Linked DNA regions of Mus musculus: regions 2 and 3 are each linked to region 1. A link is a contact called in public Hi-C and HiChIP or PLAC-seq data. All regions are on one chromosome and are shown on one strand. Each heading gives the region's core, a stretch centred on a gene start, on an enhancer-like site or on the middle of the called end of the contact. The rest is flanking DNA. Distances are from core to core; before and after follow the strand shown.

Region 1 (3,764 bases), core at 533-3,032:
AGGGTGGGAGGACAGGAGTGGGTAGGTGGGAAGCACTCTCATAGAGGCAGGGGGAGGGGGAATGGGATAGGGGGTTTCCAAAGGGGAGACCTGGAAAGGGAAAAACATTTGAAATGTAAATAAAGAAAATATTCAATAAAAAAAAATTTCCCACAAGTCAATCCGATGGCGGCAATCCTTCAGTTGAGAGTCCCTCCCTCTTCCTGGGTGACTCTAGGTTTGTGTCACCTTGAAACCAACTTTTCCTTAATAAATCTGTGTCCACTATGCCTACTGCTCAACTGTGGTTCCTGCTTCTCCTTGGGTTTGAGACAAGGAACTTGGGATCCACTGACTCTGGGTGGCCGTGGTTATTATCTGATTGTCAGGGATCCTAGCGACCCAGCTAAACTCCGAGAGCAGCAACAGGCTCTTCTCTCAGTAAACAGATGTCAGTTTCACAAATGGTAACCAATTCAAAAACAGAAAAACTGTGATGCGATGTTTATAGTGAAAACAAGGTTTAATGCCAGCTAATTTCTTTATTATTTCTGGGGTATGTGGAGCATCTTAAATGTCATCTAGAAAGTACAATGTACAGCAAAATATAATCTTTAGTTGAAAATTTTCATTTTATAACAATGAATTTACCTTTTGTCTCCTTAAAGGGAGCTTGTATACTTTAATTTTTTTCTGAAGACAGGTTTTTATATTTTGTTGTAAGTGTCCCCTCACTCCTGCCCCAGCTTTTGTATTTTTGTATTTTTAAAGCCAAACTACACAACTTTCAGTGTGAAAGACACCAAAACTAACAAAAATAAACAGAGAAAGGGACTTTCTGGGTAACAAAGGGAATGTAAGACACCAAAAACCCCAACCCAACCCAAACCAAAACAAGCAAAAGAAACCCCTGAACCATTAAAATAATTACAGTGATGCCCAGAAAGATCACAGTCCAGTTTTCCCTTCTTTTCTTTTCTTTCTTTTTAAAATTTTTTAGTTTTTTTCTATTGTTCTTTTGGTGTTTTGGGAGAGTCTGACTATGTAGATTAGGGCTGGTCTCTAACTTACAGATATCCATCTGTTTTTGAGTTACCATGTCCAGCTTAAGGCACAGCATTTCGTTTTGTTTTGTGTTTTTAAAGGGGAAAGGTGCCATTTAAAGAAATGGATACAACTGCATAAGAAGCCAGTCTTGGAAACTACTAACAGTTTTATCCCACTGGGGACTGTAAATACCAATTGTGGAAATCTCCTAGGAGTAAAACAAAAAACAAACAAACAAAAATCAAAGTAATGGAAAAAAAGAAAGGTCAAAGGTCATCCTGCAGGCGTTTCAGTGGGAAAGACCAGAGAATGAGCGCACATAATCAATTAAGCATACTAGAAAGCATTTCAGTGCCACGTTCATAAATCACTGGTCCAAAGGCATGGCGGAGAAATGAGGCCCACAGCCAGGTACTTAATCTTGAGTTGTCAGAGCATCGAGAACGCAGAGATGAGCTGGGTAAGGAGAAGTCACATACAAAGCGCAGGGATGAGGACAAAGGCGGCACACAAACCAGGGCACGAGGAACAGTGCCTTCAGAGTGATCGATCCCTTCGCCTTTTTGCACAGGACCGTACTAAACAGTAACTCCACCAAAATGAAGTGTAGGCCGAGGCAGAGAGAATTAGGATCAAAAAGGAACTGAAAGGAAGCATAGCGGGTTCCATAGCAAGGAGATGAGAGCTTGCTACGGTGGTTTGAATAAGAAATGAGCTAGCTCCACGGTCCTGCATTTGAACATCTCGTCTCCAGTTGGTGGCGCTGTTTGGGGAGCTTTAGCCGGTGCAGCGGTGGGGCTGGGATCGGTGGAGGAGGGCTTTGAGCTTAAAGCCTTGCAAAGTTTCAGTTTGCCCTCTCTGCTTATGTTTATAGCTAAGTATGTAAGCTCTCAGCTTCCTGGTCCTGCAGCCCCACTTAACCCTTGCCAGGCAGCTCATAACTACTGTAACTCCAGCTTTCTGTATTCTTGATGCTAATACCTGGCTGTGGGTCTCATTTCTCCACAATGCCTTCGGTTGCTTTGAATGGTGTCTTATGGAAGCAATTAAAGAAAATAAATCATCCTCTGAAGAGAGCGATGTTTGGAGAAAAAAATTAAAGCATCCCGCTGTGGTTTGAGTCATCATGGGGGGGGGGAGGTGGCATGGGGAGAGATGAATGATAAACTACACGGAGAATAAAGCAAAACAACAACAGCAGGTATTCTTTTAAATTGAGCTTCATTTGTACTTTTCATATACGTATGTGGCCGTGTCTCTCTTCTGCCCTAGGTTTGGGGGTGTCCTGAGAGGTCAGATCCCCTGGATCTGAAGTTGTAAGAAGTTATGAGCTGCCTGCCACAGGTGCTGGGACCTGAACTCTGTTCCTCTTGAAGAGCATCAAGCGATCATAACCGCGATCTAACCGCTGAGTCATTTCTCTAGTCCCACAAAGGCAGTCTCTAAGGCGGGTATGGGGTAGAGGTGGGGACTCTAAAGAAAGGAAATGAGTCTGGATTTAACATGGAGTAGTATTTGCCCAGAAACAATAAAAGTACTAAATATTGGTTATTATTTTTTGGCATTACTTTTTGATTGATATGTAGTAATTATATGCATTTTGGCATGGCTTATTTTAATACAGTGTATGCTGAATATTTAATTTTTTTCTATTTTTAACTTTAAAATGTTTTAATTTTTGGTTTGGGAGCTGGTTCAGTCCATAATGGCCTTGTCCAAGTGCAGGGACTTGGGCTGGCGTCCTAAGCATGCACTTGAAAAATCAAGTCAGACAGGAGAGTGTACGCCTATAATCCCATTGCCAGAGCCAGTGGTGGAGACAGGAGGATTCCTAGGACTTGCTGTATAGCCAGGCTAACTGAAATAGCAACCTCTGGTTCTGAGTGAGATCCTGTGTCAAATAAGGTGGGGGTTAACTGAGGAAGACTTCTGGTATTGACCTCTGGCCTCTACAGGCCGACACCCACAGATGTACTGCACACTTCTCTCTCTCTCTCTCTCTCTCTCTCTCTCTCTCTCTCTCTCTCTCTCTCTCACACACACACACACACACACACACACGTTGTAGTCTGTTAAAATGCATAACTAATCATGTCAGACTCTGTTGCTCTTTTGTGCTACAAAACATTAGATTGGCACCAACTGTGGTTTGAAACCGTTCTCCACTCTCTACTGTCGAACAGCTGATTGTTAAGTGGGCCAGTGGAAGTGTGTGTGTGTGTATGTGTGTATACACATGTGAGCATGTGTCTGGGGATCAGAAAAGTATATATGTAAAAGAGATGAATCTTCGCCTTTTCTGGTGACAGTCAATAAAGAGTGTCTAAAATGAAAATTAGATCAAGATTAATAGCCTTTTAAAATGTGTAGTTAAAGTTTTAAGAATGGGTAAGGAAATACAGGAGGTTGCCCTCAGAGTCAGAGTCTCTGAGGGAAAGTACTCGCTGCACTGTTGTTTGTATTTTATGCTTTTAAGTAATTCTTAACTTCGGAAACTATGAAATTATGCATAACTGTATAACACTATAAAAATCAATGCCAGTTGTTCAACATCTCTGCTTCCCTTCAGTTTTATATTGTACTACCCTCTGCCCCCCTGGCCCACTGAGTTCACAGGCATCTAAGACAGTGTCAGACTCACCTGAAATCTACCAGAAACAACCAGAAAACTATCTCTCTCCCCACTTCTAGGAGAGAAGCTGCCAGCCAGCAGCTTGGCGGTAGGGTGAGCCTCCACC
Region 2 (3,764 bases), core at 332-2,831, 250 kb after region 1:
ATATATGGGGGGGCCATTTTGGAATAAAGCTGTCCATGACTTACTCCAGCATTGAACAACTGGGCCTCCTGCGACTGTATGTGGCTGGAGTAGCAAGCATGTATCCTTCCTCTTTCTCCTCCCAAGGGAGCAAGCGTAGTAAATTATAGCTGAAGTGTGTAACTTCTACTTCCCTCTAGGAGGGCGGGGTAAGCCTGGGGGAGTGTCGACATTTGCATTCACAACAGCTATTTTCTACCCTGTGGGTCAGCAACTGAAAGTTGTTTTTGCCTTCACAGGAAAAAAGAGAGAGAGAAAGAAAGAGGGGGTGGGCAGAAAGGGGGCTTATGTACATAGTTATGAATGTGTGGAGCTCCTTGTAAATGTTTCTAAGATCACAGAGATGTAAAGCTGTCTCCTCCAGACAAGCAGGCTAACGGCTTAAGTGTCCGTGAAATTTTAGATCTGTGATCATACAGATGACCAAGAAGCTACTTTCTATAAAACACAGTCCCTAGTGGGGTGGGATGAGAGAAACTGCTTGTAATGGGATATATTAAACCATCTTCGCAGACAAGATCCAAACAAGCTAAGAGCAACGGTAAAGCGGGATGCAACTGTGGAGGTAGTTAGGCTTCACGTCTGTGTGCACGCCGGTAGCCAAGAGATTTACCCAGCTCCCGTGTGGGCGCATCTGTCCCTCCTTTAAATCCGATTTCTCACCATCTGCTCCTTTACTCCAGCCTTGGCTGTAAATAAAAAAGCGATGCACAGCAATGTGTTGTGTTGCCAGGCAGCAATCTGTGGATCTCCAAAAGTCAATTCTGAGATGAAAGTCTGGGGGCTTCATTAGTTTCCCTGACAATAGAAAGTGTGGGAGAGTTGACAGTGATTTTAGAAACTGGATTTCCAACTGCCCTTGGTAAACATGGAGTGCTTAATTGTCTGGTTTTTAAGAATCCTGTAAGCAACCCTGAAACGAGTTGGGAGGATTCAGCATTCAGAGAAGGGTTTCCCTTGCCCTGAAGAACAGTGAGGACCTTGTGAGACCCCCGTCCCCACAGCCACAGTGAACAAGTCAAGGAGAACCCGAGGAACAGCTGTGGCGCCCTGGGACCTTGATGCTTCCAAGTTTGCAGCAGGGAGGGAGGGGGGGAGTGAAGGACAGAGGAGTCAGGCATGACTTGAAGACTGGTATCTAGGAAATAAGTTTGTGGCCCTGAGAATGTGCCAGAAGAGCCAACCATCTGGCAGCTGTGGGGAGGGATCAGCTGACCTCTGACCTCCAGCTGGGGCCTTAACAACTATATAAAATTTATAACACACCCTTCCTGAGGGAAACCTGGTATACCACACGTCTTCAAATGAATCCAGCTAGTTCTTTTCGGTCTCATGGGTAAAGTGTAAAAAGGAGAAAAAAAAAATTTTTTTTTTTAAATCATGTTTAAAGAGGTCACTCACTGCTATGGCAGAGAAGACCACACCCACTCTGCTAGGCAACAACAGGGAAAGCAAACTCCATGTCGCCACCAGGTCTCAGTCCAGACAGCAGCAGGAGCGGGTAGAATTCACTCCCAGGGTGCACGGTGATCACTGTGAGTCATTGTTCATTCACAGCTCCCTTCCCATTGTAAGGAGGGACTTGCCAATTTGGAGCCCTGTGGTAAGCCAGCAAGCTCTTGGCAATTGCAGCTGGGGCCTGAGGTCGTGTAAAGATTGTTAGTCAAATAAGTAAATGCCCGGAGGGTGATGGGGGGGGGGGCATCACGCTTCTTGCTGTCTGGAGGAAATTACAATTCAGACAATAGACTGTGTTGCTAGACTGTGTGGTCCAAGAGCTGGTGCAAACGCAGAGCTTTGAGTAGACATAGATATTGAATTAGTGTAAAGGTAAATACATGTGTATGTGGTTACACACACACACAAATTCATAGATAGATAGATACATACATACATACATACATACATACATACATACATACATAGATAGATATAGATACATATGTAGGTGGGTATACACACACATACATTTGTGTGTGTGTATTTCCTGGTTCTCTAGGCTGAGAAGGTTAGAAGCAAGGATATCCTGACAGTAGTGAGCATGCCTAGATAAGAGTTCAGCTTCTAAATATCATTCTCCACTTAAATGGTTGACTACACTAGGGCTGGAGTGTTGAAAATAAACTATGGGACAGGGGCATTTATACTATGAAGTAAGGAGATGTTTAAAGCGTGTTGGGGATATAGCAAAAGCACCCAGAAGTTGGCTGCCCTGAAGGGCTTCTTACAGGTCGAGGCTGATCTGGGACTCCTGGGTTCAGGAGAACCCCAGACCTCAGCTTTCTGAGTAGCTAGGACTACAGGTGGGGTCACCATGCCCAGCAATAGTTCCTGATTTTAACGCTTAGAGTACAACAGGAATCCATGGGTCTGTACTAATTAAGAGGGAATAAACAAGGTTGGGGAGCTAGTTCCATGAGCAAAGCGCCTGCTTTGCAGACACAGAGACATGAGTTCAATCCCCAGGATTCTGAGGACAAGTTAGGAGTGAAGGCATGAACCTGGGTTCCCGTGGCTTGGGAGTCAGAGGCACATGGATCCATGGGGCAACCTGTGGCTTGGCTAGTTCCAGGCTCATGTTAGATCTATAGCTCAAAAACAAAACCACCAAACAAAATGCCCAGGAAAACTCAGGTACATGATGTCCGAGGAACTACGCCCAAGGTTGTCTTTTGGCCTCCACATGCAGGCACACACATGAGCCGTTTTACACAAGAACAAAACAAAATGTGCAAATAGAGAAAAGAAGCAACCTTTGTCTTTCAATGGAAGCTTTAAGGTATCTTATGACCAAATACTTAGGTGTCGCTCTGTGAAAATCTCTCGTCAAATACTGACTTTAGCAAGCGGACAAATTGGTAGCTTTTCCCTCCTGGCACGATGCAATGAGGAGAGCAAAGCCTTACCTCAGAGATTCTTGCTCTGAATGCGTAAATCACAAGGGAAATCATATGAGAAACCAGAAAAGGACACGTGTGCATCCGAAAATGTCAAGGTTAGAGAAGAAAGAAAAATGGAGACATTGTTCCAAACTGAAGATGAAAAAGAAGTGCTATTTAAAGAGTTTGAAACGGCATGAGGTATAATTGGTATTGTATGGTAAATACTGTTGGGTTATATGGTAAATTAGGACGATTATTGGTAGCCAGTGTTGTTCATGGATACTGATCATTGATGGGTTTCTTATGTGAGATAGCGTCTTTGTTTATAAGAAACACACATTCTAGGATTAAACAGGGAAGGGGGCATCCTGTCCACAACTTTTTTTTTTTCTCCAAATGGCTTGGGTATGTCCAGAGAATGAAGCAGATGTGATAAATTAGTGTTCTGGGTAATTACCGGCATATGGGGTACTTGAGGGTAGAAGTGGAAAGTATTTAGAGTTTCAAGTATTATTCGTACAGATTTTCTATATATTTTAAATTTCAAAGGGAAAAAGCCAGAAGCAAGTCTCTACTGTGGGTCTCTGCCTCAGAGTAACAGTGACTCAAACTGAGCAGGTTTAAATCAAGTCCAGTGTTTGCGGAATGATGTGTTGTTCGGTGCCACACGTCCCTGCAGAGACCCAAGAAATGGAAATGGAGTGGGGTGGAAGGGGGGATGGGCATGACAGAGAAGTGACACACGGAGCTGCTTTAGAAAGGAAAGGAGCCGGAAGGATGCAGGGAGGAGTGTGTTTGGAGAGGCCCCTGGTCAGACTGGGCAGGACTGGTGCGCGTGATCAC
Region 3 (3,764 bases), core at 435-2,934, 190 kb after region 1:
AGCTCTGAAATCTACAAAGATCTACACCAATGCATGTCACCATGATTATTAATCAGAGCATAAACTAATCTCTTCTCATCAGCCCCTTGGAATCCAGTAAGATTTTTCTTTAACAGACGGGTAGAATGCCATTTCCCTGGGGGGATGTCGGCTTACTTCTCCTGAAGACTCTTACAAACAAGTAAATACCAAGACAAGAATATCAGCACACATTTCATTTAAGTATATAAACCAACAGATTAATTGTCTAGCCACATATAAACCACACACCCTCTGACTCCAGGTAGAGTAATATTTAGATATGTTTGGAAGCCGGATACCTAGTGTGTATAAACACAAGCACAGTTTAAGACAACTGTCTTGATGCTTTTATTCACTAACAGTTCCTTCTATCCTCAGAAGGAAAAATGCAAGCAGTATCCTAACTCAAAAGGCATCCTGAGTTTTCACTTCTACACTAACAGAGCTGCCCACTGATGACTTTATCTCCATCACAGCACGTGTGCGTTTGTGCGCTGCAGCATCCCCTCCACACCCATCAGGACACAGCGGGACGCGGAGATACTCTGTGTGTTTAGAAGAATTGACCCTCTGGACAAGAGCTTAAAAGGAGCTTTTGATCCCAACTCCTCATAGGCAGAGTCAGGCAGATCTCAGCCAGTTAGAAGCCAGCCTGGTCTATGTAGTGAATTCCACCGACAGCTAGAGCTACATAGTGAGGCTCTGCCTCAAAAAAAAAAAAAAAAAAAAAAAAGTTTCAAGTTGCAATCAAATTATTATTACCAACAAAGCCATCTTTCACCAAAGGCAACCACTGCCCCAATTTTAATTGTAAGCTCGTTTTTAAAATGCACACAAATTGCATTCATTACTCACACATGTCTGGTTCATAGCTATCTTTTAAATTTTATTTTCTCTCAGAATTTTTGGGTGTATCCTCCCTGATACTGTAATATCAAAAAGTATACTAGGATCTTGACACACAAGCAGATCTTTCAACTTCTGCTGCAATCTGGTGAATAAAAGATAGAGAACAGTATTTGCAGAAAAAGTCAAATTCCTGAAATCAATGCATGGTGAGATAGAATGGACTGGGTTTTACTATTTTAAAATTACTATGCCAGAATTTAAGCTCAAATAACTATACTTAAACCATTCATGGGAACTCTAATAGACACATTTAATATATACATGTGGCTAAGACAAGCAATTTTCCACATTTTTGAAGCTTCATGACTACACACATTCAGTAGAGGTTATTATTATTAAAATAATACTGTTTGGTTACAAATCCCACTCCTGCAGTAACAGTATTACACTTACTACATTTATGATGCTACAGCCCGAACAATCATATCTGGGTGGGACAGGCTTTTACAGTTTGCAAGTTAACGAACTGTGGCACTGCGGTACTCTCTCATGCAAGGAATGAAAAGTTCCACAAAATTCGAATGGTCATCTTCAAAGACACACGACCTCGAGTACACCGGATGGTAAACATTACATAAACAACGCCAAAGTCAACTCATAAACAAACACCAACACCGAAACAAAGCTCTATAGCTACTTCAGCGTACTAAGACGGGGTGTGGGGGTGGGGAGGGGATGCAGAGCACCTACGAGGAAAGGCTCAATTAACTGCCGCCCGTGCTTTCATCCTCCGATCTTAAACAAAAGACGCTGGATGCTTTCGGTGGAGAGCGCTTTCTGCAGAGGGATTTGGGGTTGCAAACGCCCCTCCTCCACGGCCACCAACAGGCCCCTTTCTTCCTCCTCCCTCACCCCTCCCAGCTCAAACAAATTAACATTCGCACTAAGGTACCTCCTATCAGCTCGCAGCTTCTTCCCAAACACGCCCACGCACCCTGAAACCCGCCTGCGTCTACACCGCACACGGCGGCAGGAAAAGCGCTTCGAGGGGGGCGGGGAGCCGCGGCGGCAGCGCACAGGTCCGGGCTCCCTTCCAGGTCAGCTCCCCATCGCCTCCCCGAGCCCGGTGTTTACGAGCCCGCCTAAGCCCACACAGCAAAGGAATCCCAGGCGCTGCGGGCAGCTAGCGCGGCGGTGCGGGACCCCCCTCCGTGTCCGCACGCGGCCTCCGCCGCCGCGGCGCCGCTCACCCCGCGCTCCGCGGGCGGTTCGGCCCCGCAACAGGTCACCCGCCTCGGCTCGGTGACGGGGGTGCAGGCGCCCCGGCCGAGAGGGGGTGTGGCTGGCGCGGCGGGGCCCGGCCCCGGCTCACCTGAGAGGCTGAGGCGACGCCGGGGCCTCCGCCACCGCGGGACCGCGAGCGACCCGCAGCCCGCCCTCCCGCGCCGCGCACCGCGGCCGCCGCCGCCATTGCCCGCGCCTCCCCACACGCCCGCACGCCACGCCGACCTGTGCAGCCGCGGCCGTCGCCTCCGCTTCGCCCGCGGCTCCGAGGCAATCGCTCGCCCAACCGAGCAGTCGGCGTCTCTCATTCAGCGCCTGCCGCCGGCGCTCGGGGGAGGGGAGTGCGCTGGATCCACCCCGGCCGCGCAGGGGGCGCGCGCCGGGCGGGCGGGGCGGAGCGGCGCGCGCACCAACCGAGCGCGCTCGCGCGGCCGGGAACGCCGGGTCGCCGGGGTCTCGGCGCAGTCTGCGGGCGCCGGGCTATGCCCCCCGAGGCCAACTGCCGCCCCGTACCGGTGTCCGAGGCGCGTGCCCCAGCCGCAGGCGCAGCACCGGCCGCAAGGACGAGCCGCAGGGTTCAGGACGGACAGGTGGGGCCCCGCGGCTGCTCCCCGCACGGGTCTCGTTGGCGCCTGGGACGCGGGCGTTGCTCCCCGCTCGGGCCAGAGGACAAAAGTCTGGAAACGCTTGGCCCCCAGATCAAATACCCAGCCCGTGAGGGCGGCGTCCTTAGGAGTCGTGGCGGACAAGTGGAGGGGGACTGCAAATGTGAAGAGTCACCCCACAGCCGTGGGATCTTAAATGATGGAGTCTGCACTCTAGCACATCATCATGCCGGAAGTGTTGGGTCGGCCTCTAGGTGTTAAGCAGGGTGGCTGCCGGTGGTTTAAGGAGCAAATAACAATATTTGGGATCCCCTAGTCCCGGATTGATGAGTTTCAGGTGGACTGTATTTTCACGCCATTGCGGGAACGTGATTCTAAAAGGTGAAATTTTTCCTGTGAATGAAAGGGAATAGAAGGGTGTTGTTTCTTGGGGTGCACCTAGGTGGCCTACTTAAACTTAGCACCATTTGATGCAGTGTGACTTAGTGGAAGGTTTTCAGTGAGCCACCTTGGTGTAATCATTAGGTCATTCGGGAATAGATGCGATCCTTTTCTAGGCAATGTGCAGTGGAGGGTGGAGGGACAGTTCTATAGCAGCACTGAGTGTAGATTGTGAAGGGACCAAATTCGTTTTGATTTCCTTTTTCCCTATAATAACTAATCAAAACAGTGGATTCTTTTATGCAGAAGAAAGTTAAACACTGTCCCTTTTGACCACTGTTCCCTTCTGTGGAGAAGGTAGAAGAACGCTCCTTCATCCCCTTGGTTAAAACATGCCCATGCAAAAGTAGGTGGAAGATAAAAACGAAGCAAGGAAAAGCGATAAAGCCCAGTGCTGGTTTTTTATTCCGTTTTAAGTTGGAAGTCTCTCCAATAGATGCACAGAAACCAAAAAGAAGAAAAGCCTGTCAGAAATCTTCAACTGAGCGTAGACTAATGAAAAGGGGGCGGGGCTAAGGAACACTAGTGACCAAAAGGCTCCAGGAGAATTACTTAGATGCAGTT

Evidence for each region. A called contact is a pair of places that touch in the nucleus more often than the background predicts. HiChIP or PLAC-seq counts read pairs in DNA pulled down with a chosen protein or histone mark.
Region 2: a Hi-C map of muscle stem cells shows a contact between it and region 1, with 1.9 times the contacts expected there. The contact joins two enhancer-like sites. A contact is called at or near these places in 6 of 484 Hi-C or Micro-C datasets (the G1E-ER4 cell line, embryonic stem cells, erythroblasts and 3 more), 6 of 115 datasets of contacts at active chromatin or transcription factors (cardiomyocytes, embryonic stem cells, fetal liver and 2 more) and 1 of 9 other capture datasets (embryonic stem cells).
Region 3: an H3K4me3 HiChIP or PLAC-seq map of neural tube shows a contact between it and region 1, with 4 times the contacts expected there. The contact joins the promoter of 4930439D14Rik here to the enhancer-like site in region 1. A contact is called at or near these places in 13 of 39 promoter capture datasets (the 3T3-L1 cell line, 3T3-L1-derived adipocytes, the C10 cell line and 9 more), 1 of 15 datasets of contacts at CTCF or cohesin (large pre-B cells), 5 of 484 Hi-C or Micro-C datasets (embryonic stem cells, forebrain, nephron progenitors and 2 more), 25 of 115 datasets of contacts at active chromatin or transcription factors (the HPC-7 cell line, SST interneurons, T-cell acute lymphoblastic leukemia and 17 more) and 3 of 9 other capture datasets (embryonic stem cells, liver and pancreatic islet).

The regions. Positions count from the first base shown.
Region 1 is chr1:156,750,764-156,754,527 of GRCm38.p6, forward strand. Gm39683 (a long non-coding RNA gene) reads left to right here. Exons shown (of 3, transcript XR_865660.1): 3 at 2,299-2,498. Among named protein-coding and RNA genes, the nearest start is that of Gm39683, 8.2 kb to the left of the region's middle. Within about 2 kb of position 1,783, at least 79 of the 459 cell types and tissues checked have an H3K27ac peak or open chromatin away from gene starts, as enhancers often do. A contact at or near this core is called in T-cell acute lymphoblastic leukemia, differentiating embryonic stem cells, embryonic limb bud and 5 more, where this site is marked.
Region 2 is chr1:156,996,525-157,000,288 of GRCm38.p6, forward strand. No RefSeq gene overlaps it. Among named protein-coding and RNA genes, the nearest start is that of Gm39685, 8.7 kb to the left of the region's middle. Within about 2 kb of position 1,582, at least 107 of the 459 cell types and tissues checked have an H3K27ac peak or open chromatin away from gene starts, as enhancers often do. A contact at or near this core is called in muscle stem cells, where this site is marked.
Region 3 is chr1:156,937,110-156,940,873 of GRCm38.p6, forward strand. 4930439D14Rik (a long non-coding RNA gene) reads left to right here and starts at 1,685. Exons shown (of 2, transcript XR_003948625.1): 1 at 1,685-1,949; 2 at 2,018-3,086. It overlaps Ralgps2 (Ral GEF with PH domain and SH3 binding motif 2), which reads right to left and starts at 2,517. Exons shown (of 19, transcript NM_001159967.1): 1 at 2,380-2,517.